Linked DNA regions of Anas platyrhynchos: region 1 is linked to region 2. The links are chromatin contacts, called in public Hi-C maps. All regions are on one chromosome and are shown on one strand. The core of a region is the stretch at or near the end of the contact, and the rest is flanking DNA. Distances in the headings are between cores, read along the strand shown.

Region 1 (4,431 bases), core at 1,895-4,394, 300 kb before region 2:
GCACAGTTAAACAAGCACTTCTGACAACATTCAGTACAGAATAGCTGCATACAAAGTTAAGTGAAACAGAACAGTCTGCGTGTATTTGCAGTCTTGCCTTAAAAAAAAAAGATTTCCAAGGCAGCAGACATGCTCAGAATTAGTGATTTTACATTTAAGCCTATAGTGCATCCAAAATATTACTGCCAGTAACTTTCCAAGCAACCAGCTGAAGGCTTGGATTTATTTATGAAGATTTAAGCCTTCAAAACATGCAAGTGACTACAAAGGGTATTTTCAGTGCTTATGAAAATAAAAACACATCTGTATTAATACATCTGTATTAATTCTTACCCTCTTATCCTGATCACAAAGGCAAGCTTGGGTTCAGCTGGAACGTAGTAATTGCCGGCTTTTCGGGCCATCCTGGCCATGCGGATCTCCTGCCTATACATGTGCCTGTACTCCTTGTGGTAAGCTTTGGCTTTTTCATAGATGACTTTCCTTTGTGCCTTACGGAACTGCAATTAATCAAGCATCGCTTAAGATTATATAATACCTTCTAATATATGAAAGACAGAGTCAAATAACACAGCCTATTCTCAAACTCCTCAGTTACCACAAATCACAGGATCATCTGCAATATGGACTTTAAAATAACCATCAGTTCTGCCACATCCTGATAGTGCTTTATTTTGAACAATATTTATAAGTATTATCACACAGTACTTATCTTTACAAAGACCCTTTTGAGTTCAAGGAGAATTTGAATAATGCTCTGAAACAGTTTGCTTCTTGGGTGGTTCTGTGAGGAGCCAGAGCCTGAACTCGGTAATTCTGTAGGTCCCTTCCAACTCCGGATATCTGATGGTTCTGAGACTGTTGACTAACCATAGTTTTATGGAAAATCACACACTTTGCCTTTGCTTTGCCCAGATCTGGTTTATTATACGTTAAATTGATATGGGGGAGTAGTATTTCACACCTACATATTAAAGTACTAAAGCTAAGTAAATACTGTGAAGTTATTTGTTGCTTTAATATCACCAGTGGCAGCATTCCTCTGACCTGCCTAGACAACAGCCATTCAAGTAATCATGACATTCACCTTTTTTTGAGCCAACACCCTCTTCAGACGTCTGGCTTTTGCAGCTGCATAAGCCTTCCGCCTCTTCAGGAGGCTTTCCGGTACAGAAGGCACCTTCTTTGCTCTAAACGACAAAAGAAAGTACTCCTGAAAGGCAAGTTCCTTTAAACTAGCAAAAAACAGCACATTATGAATACCAACACAAACAGGCAGGATGTACATGCAGGCCTCACAGCCTCCAAGCAGTCTGTATCTAACTTGGTCCGGTTATTACCAAGCTGCAATACAGCTTAAAAGGATCACCTTTTGCATTGAAACAAGGAAGCCTAACATTCTTATGTGCTCTCTGAACGCCGATTACGGCTAATTAACATTTCAACAAATACTTCTGGAGAAAAAAAAAATAAAAAATACGGCTTTAATTAAGAGCTTTATTACACAGCTTTGTAACTTACCGGAATTTAAAGCTATTAAATGCTTCGAAAGCTACAATACCAGCATTTACAAGACAGTAACGACTCCCTCCCTCCCTTCCACCTCACCACAGGCCACCGGGGCAGCCACCGCCGCCAGCAGACGGGACGGAGCGGGTTGCGGCCGCATCCCCGCCGCTCCCCACCCTCCTACTCATCCCGCTCGGTGCCGGCAGAGCCCCCGCGGCCGGGCAGCGTCCCGCCGTCAGCCCAAAGGAGGCCGCGGCCGCGGATGGCGGCGGATGGCAGCGAGGCGCCGCGGGTACTCACTCCTTGTCCGCCATCTTCAGCGCCGGAAGAGAGAGGGCGGGCGCATGCGCAGGGCCGCCTAAAGCCTCCCGCCTGCTCGGCAGGGCTTTGAGCGCTGGAAGGACCCCGGCTTTGGGGTGGCCGCGGAGCTGCCTGATAGCGGCGTGTAGGGAGGAGTGGCCAGGGAGTGCCTGAGTGGCTCGGCGGGGCACGTCGCTTTTTTTTTTTATTTTTTTAATTTAGAAAGTTGCTCCGTGCTTGTTACTACATACGTTGTTAAAATCGCCTTTGGAGGAACTAGTCCTGGCGTACGCGTGCAGGAGAAGTGGCAGAACTTGGAGCAGCAAAGAACTGTTCGGTGTGGCAATAAAAGAGCGGGCAGCCGGGCTGAGGGCGGTCGGCATCTGCTGGGTTATTTGCTGCCTGCGTACAGAGGTGCCGGGTGGCAGCTGCATTAGCGATGATGTTCGTAGAATAGCGTTGTTTTGTTCTAACGCAGCAGCTCGTGTCATTTGGTCTCGTTAAAGCTGTAACGAATGGGGTGATTAAAACCTATCAGCTCACAAATAGATAATAAAAGACTTAAAATACCTTAAGTATAAGGAATTATAGATTCATAGAATGGTTTGGGTTGGAAGGGACGTTAAAGACCACCCAGTTCCAACTCCCTGCCATGGGCAGGGACACCTCCCACCAGCCCAGGCTGCCCAAAGCCCCATCCAGCCTGGCCTTGGGCACCTCCAGGGATGGGGCAGCCACAGCTTCTCTGGGCAGCCTGTGCCAGGGCCTCACTGCTCTCTGAGTGAAGAATTTCTTCCTAACGTCTCATCTAAACCTCTCCTCTTTTAGTTTGAAACAGTTCCGCCTCGTCCTGTCTGAGCAAAGAGCCGCCCTTCATCTTTTTTATAAGTCCCCTTTAAGCACCGAAAAGATTTTGCACTCTTTTAACGAAGAGATTTCACTTTATCCACCGAGAAGAAAAAAAAACAGCTCAGGACGCGGGCACCCAGATCTCTCTAGGAGAAACCAGACCCACGCCACCGCATCCCCACCTCCACCTCCCCGTCAACTCCCCCAAACCCCGCACCCCGAACCTCGCCTCAAGATGGCGCTGCGGGGGCGGCGCGGTGCACGCCGGGACATGTAGTCCCTGAGGGGTGGGGGACACCGGCACCGGCTCCGCCTCGCAGCCGCCGGCCCCCGAGCGGCGGGGCTGGGCTGGGCTGGGCTGGGCTGGGCGGGGGTGTGGGGGTCCCGGGAAGGCGGAGCGGCCCGGGGGAGGGCCGGGGAGCCGGGGAGGAGGAGCCCTCCCGCCCGCCCGGCCCGCCCTATATAGGGCGCCGAGCGAGCAAGATGCTCACTGCCAGCAGCGGGGCCGCGGGCGGTCGGGGCGGGCGGCTGGAGCCGTGCTGGGGCTCGTTCCCCGGGCTGGCTGTGCGGGGCCGGGGCGGCGGTGCCGGGCTCCGTGCGGGGCGTCCCGTCCCGTGCCGTGCCGTGCCGGGCTCCTGATCGCAGGCGGGGGCGGCCCCGGGTGTCGGAGCCGCGCGGCGGGGGCTCGGGGCCGGCAGCATGAACATCCTGCTGGAGCTCTTCGTGGTGACCTTCCGGGTGCTCTGGGCTTTCGTGCTGGCCGCCGCCAAGTGGCTGGTGCGGCCCAAGGAGAAGAGCGTGGCCGGGCAGGTGTGCCTCATCACCGGGGCGGGCAGCGGCCTGGGCCGCCTCTTCGCCCTCGAGTTCGCCCGGCGCCGGGCGCTGCTGGTGCTGTGGGACATCAACACGCAGAGCAACGAGGAGACGGCGGGCATGGTGCGGCACATCTACCGCGAGCTCGCCGAGACCGCCAGCGCACCCAAAGGTAAGCGGGGGGGTCCCCCACGATGTCCCCCGCAGCTCACCTGTGCCTCTTCCCTTCCCCTTCCCGCAGCCGCCGTGCCCGAGGGTCCCCCCCGGGCATGGGGCAGCTCCAGGAGGGCACGGGGCGTCCTTCAGACCTGGCAGCGACAGCAAAACTCTGAGTTCTTCGTCCTTCCCCGTGGCACCGCTGTGCCCAAGTTTATTGAGCCCGATGGAAGCCGGCTCGCGCTTTCCGCTCAACTCTCAGTTCGCCTCTTGGAACCCAAGTAAGGCTCCTGTTGTTCTCTTGTCTGTGTTCCTTAGTAGATGGAGAAAAAGATGCGCTGCCCCATTGCGGCTTGCAGGTTTACACGTACACCTGCGATGTGGGCAAGAGAGAAAATGTCTACTCGACAGCAGAGAGGGTCCGCAAAGAGGTTGGCGAGGTGTCTGTCCTGGTTAACAACGCCGGCGTGGTCTCCGGGCACCATCTCCTGGAGTGTCCCGATGAGCTTATCGAGAGGACCATGATGGTCAACTGTCACGCACATTTCTGGGTAACTATAAACTTCTTTCTGCTGCCCTTTTTGTCACTTAATTTTAGGAAATTAACTGTTGTTGCCTAACTCCTGTCTTCTTGGGTTTTGCACTTGTTCCCTTTAATCTGCAAGCTGGCTACTTTGCAGGTTTCTTATTCTTTAATTTAACTTTCTGTCTAGCAGGAATGGTGGGTATTACAGTTATTAATAAATAGCCCTAAATCAACAATGTCCTCCTAGAATCTGGAGTTTAAAATCTCATGCCCTCTTA
Region 2 (4,124 bases), core at 920-3,419:
CAGATTCTTTGTTCCCACAGAGAACTCTCTAAACCTCACACTCTGGTGCAGGGTAACTTCCAGTTCTTCGCCATGCAATGCAGATGCATGCAGGGCTTCTGTATGCTTCAGTTGGTGCCATTTCTGCATTCGACATGATCAACTTTTTGGAAAGTGCAGGGCAGATAACACAAATGCCTTCACAATTCTTGGGTTAGTTGAGACATCAAATGTGAAATTTTCTGGGTGTCATTTGTATATCAGGAAGAGTTATTCAGTAAACAAAAGCTCTTGTGTGCTAGAACAATAGTCCCTTACTGTTTAATCCTAAACTCTAGTCCTATTCTGGATCCTATACTATTTAGTTTAAAAATAGAGCTCTTCAGGGCACACCAAAAAAAATTAAGTGTAAATAAGGATTGAAGCAGACCTAGAAAAACCATGAAAGAAAATTGGTACACGGCAATTTCCCAATCAGCTGGTTCACCATCCCATGCTTGTGCACTCCAGTTCCAACATTCAGGAAATGACAAACTGACAGGAGGTGCACTAAAGGTGTATGCTAGTTCAGACAAGCGGGAGATGAGCTAGGATGCTGTCTGTGCATGGAGTATCAAAGACCTCACTTTATTTAAGATATCCCTTATCAAATAAAACTTTCCAGTGATTCCCAAAAAAGGAAAAAAAAAAAAAAAAGGGTTATTGTTTTCTTCCTAACATACAATAGAAGTCCTGATTACTGTATACCTCTTGTTATTGGGGGGATAGCAAGCTGATAGCATATTCCATTTTTTTTCTTTATAGGGCACAGATCTCTGCCCTTTCATTACAAACATTCATCAAAACCTACTGTTATGCAAACTACCCTATAACAAAGATGACCGAATTCTGAACCCTTCCAGATAAACAAAAAGTTGTCTTACATCCAAATTCCTTTATTTCAGAATTACAAAAATGCTTAATCTGAAGCTAATTAAGTTTTTTGAAGGTATCAGTTTGTCCACACGCACAGCATAAGGGACATAAGCATGAAGACAAATATATCAGAAGAATAAAGAAGAAGGTGGGAGACAGAAGAATCATCTCAATAGAGAATCATCTGGATCTCCTCACCGTACCAGCATTAAGTCTTTGCATTAAGTCTTTACATTAAGACTGCAAGAAAGTAGCTAAATCTGTTCATCACCCATTCTAGTACGAACAAAAAATAAACCTCAAATGAATTTTCTCTGAATTAACAAGAGAAAACTGCCAAAAGTGTTTACAGTGTGTAAAGGTTATCTGTGTTAAGCTTCCCAGTGTTGATGGCAAATCTTAGGGAAAAAATTATTTACACTTCTTCAAAACACCGGACAGCTTATCCCCAGATGTATTAGGGAAAAACTAGCGCTTATCCTCTTCTAAGTAACTCTTGATTTAATGAACAGCGTTTTGCTCCCAGCAGTGTTTTTGTTTTTAGTATGTCAAAAAGAGGAAACTCGCGCACAGAAGGGGATATTCACAAACACGGGCACAAAGCTGCTCTTGCTCCGAAGGTGCCTCAGCTGTCTGCTACTTACATTTTCCTGGCCTCCTTCCAAACTGAACTTTTGCGAGCGACCCACGGCGAAGCAGAGTAAACAGAAAGCCCACGACTATTTAGGGCTTCCCTATCGCGCCGGGCTGCCTTAATATCGCGACATGCGACACCGAGCACCTTCCCTGATGCCACTTCAGGCAGCGCTGCGCCTTATAAGATAACGCCGGCTGCCGGAGGAGCCTGCTGGTGTCACCCCGTCCCTCCCCACGCCTGTACCCACACCCACGGACACCCCCCTCTCCTGGCAGCCCCATCCCCTCCCAACGAGCGCTGAGAGGAGCCGGGAAACGGCCACCGGGAAGCGGCCACCGACAACAGGCCCCCCCCCGGCGGCGGCCCTCACCCCTCCGGGAGGCTCCCCCCGGCCTCCAGCCCTCGCCTCCCTTAACCCCAGCACCGGGAGGGACCCGCCGGAGGCCGGGGCCCTGCCCCCGAGCTCCGGGAGGGCCCCGCGGGCTCCCCCCGGCCCCGCCGCCCCCTCACCCGTCGGCGCCGCTCCCTCCGCCCCGCTCGCAGGGCCCCCGCCGCCTCGGGCCGAGCGCTTCCGCCAGGGCACGGCGCAACTTCCGCTCCCCCCCTCCCCCCCAGCGCCCTGCCCTTGGAACAGGAGCGAGGCCGCGCGGCGGCGCGCAAGGCACGCTGGGGGATGTAGTTTCCCGGGGGGGCCGGGGGGCGGCCGCCATGTTAGGAGCGGGCCGGCTTTGCGCTGTGTCCTCCGCGGGTGCCGGGCGGTGCCGGCCTGCTGTGGGGGGCTGAACGCAGGGCCCGCCGCCATGCTGCTGCTCCGAGCCGCCGCCTGCTGCCGCAGGGCAGCCTCCGGCCCCGCCTGGCTGCGGGGGGCCGCCGCGCACCGAGGGCTGCCCGCTGCCTGCCGCCGCCGGGACAGCGCGGGGGGGTGGCAGGTAGGGGAGGGGAGGGGAGGGGGTGGGGGGGAGGTCGTGCAGCGGGGCTTGGAGGGTTACGGGTTTGGGAGGCCTCCACAAAGCAAGTGTAACGTTTGTACATCGCTGTGTCGATATCCAGCGCTGCTTTGGAATAACTAGTTGGGATATAGTGAAAATAGCCAATCGATACGTTATTTGGAATTTCTGCGTGCCTCGTGGCCTATACCCTGACTGTAATTCCTCGTTCAGGATGCCCTGGGGGTGGCTTCAGGACAAGGAGAAACCTTTGTGAAGTGGATTGGTACTGATGCTGCTTGCTCTCCTCTTCCAGGTTACGTCTTTTCAAGCGCTGGCTGTTCGCAGCCTCAGCACATCCGCCCCTGCTGACCACCCGGAGCATGGAAGATTACTTTATAAAGGAAACTTGGCAAAGGCGGTGTTAGGTATGTCACTTGAAGAGATTTACTCTTTCTTTAAATAACTTTAAAATTCAACGTTATAAAACTGAATGTTCTTCTTTCCATCTCTGCTAAAACCCAATTTTTGAGTACATCAAAAAAAAATATCTTGTTGTGTTGCTTTATTTTATGCTTCTGTACAGTGTAATGATTAATGTTAACAATTTTTCTATATTCTAATTAGTTTTAGGTCTGCAGGGAGTTATAATGGTACAGTGCAACTCCGTAATCCTTCAGCCTGCGTCTTTTTCTCTTGCAGCCTGTGGAGTGCATTTCTCAACCCAGGAGCAAACAGAGACCTGATATTTGCGTTCTGTATGCTTCTGAATGTTACTGAAATGCCTATGAAGTAGGCACAAGGACTGGGGGTGACGCACAGCAATGGTTATGGTCTTCTAAGCTGTATGCAAAGATGGCTGTGGAGTACTTGTATTATTATTATTATTATTATGTGGAGTACTAGTATTGATTAACCTAGATTTTTCAGCTTTCAACATAGTGGGGGGACCAATCAAACTTTTCTCTGTAAAGCCCACTGAATGTCTGCTTTGACTGTTGGGAAAGGGAGAAATGCCTGGCCATATCTGTGGTGATTACTCCTGCTTGTGAAGTGAAAACTTCATACTTGTGCCTAATTGCATAATCAAAGAATCACAGAATTTCTGAGTTCATCGTAGAAATGGAGCCAGCTGCTAGCTTTGATAAACCCAGTGTGAATGTATATACGAACCATAACAGTAGAAGGAAGAGAGTACTGAGTTTCCTGGTTCTTTGTAATGGCTTTTTGTATTGGAGAGTTTTTTTTAAAAAGTAGATTTTCAATAACTTTATTTATTCATGTAATGACATAAATTTATAGTAGCAGACCACGTGCAATTATAGAGATGATTTTACTTCTAAGTATTAACCTTGGTTTTCTCTTCTTGTTTTATGTAGGTGTGAGGTTTTTCTCTTACTCCACCAGCATATTCAACCTGTTCATGGTGCCCTACATCATGCTCAAAACTGGCATTGGATTTGATAGCCTGCTTATACAAGCTGCATTTTATGGGTTGATAGGGTTTTTTACATTTGTAACACCAGTCACTTTGCATATCCTTACAAAAGGCTATGTGATTCGACTCTATTATAAGGAGGAAATGGACACCTATACAGCTATTACGTACAATGCAATCTTGACAGAGAAAGTGACTGTCTTCCAGCAGAAAGATGTGAAGATTCCAG

What was found. Hi-C and Micro-C count contacts between places; a contact is called where the count stands out from the background.
Region 1: a Hi-C map of subcutaneous adipose tissue shows a contact between it and region 2, with 2.3 times the contacts expected there. The contact joins the promoter of RDH10 here to the promoter of ELOC in region 2. A contact is called at or near these places in 3 of 8 Hi-C or Micro-C datasets (liver, skeletal muscle and subcutaneous adipose tissue).

The regions. Positions count from the first base shown.
Region 1 is chr2:33,354,411-33,358,841 of IASCAAS_PekinDuck_T2T, reverse strand. RDH10 (retinol dehydrogenase 10) reads left to right here and starts at 3,144. Exons shown (of 6, transcript XM_027452352.3): 1 at 3,144-3,643; 2 at 3,949-4,178. The coding sequence starts at 3,358. RPL7 (ribosomal protein L7) reads right to left here and starts at 1,958. Exons shown (of 7, transcript XM_005021215.5): 1 at 1,810-1,958; 2 at 1,088-1,190; 3 at 334-500. The coding sequence starts at 1,823.
Region 2 is chr2:33,050,411-33,054,534 of IASCAAS_PekinDuck_T2T, reverse strand. It overlaps ELOC (elongin C), which reads right to left and starts at 2,169. Exons shown (of 4, transcript XM_027452362.3): 1 at 2,042-2,169. It overlaps TMEM70 (transmembrane protein 70), which reads left to right and starts at 2,192. Exons shown (of 3, transcript XM_027452361.3): 1 at 2,192-2,460; 2 at 2,774-2,885; 3 at 3,837-4,124. The coding sequence starts at 2,332.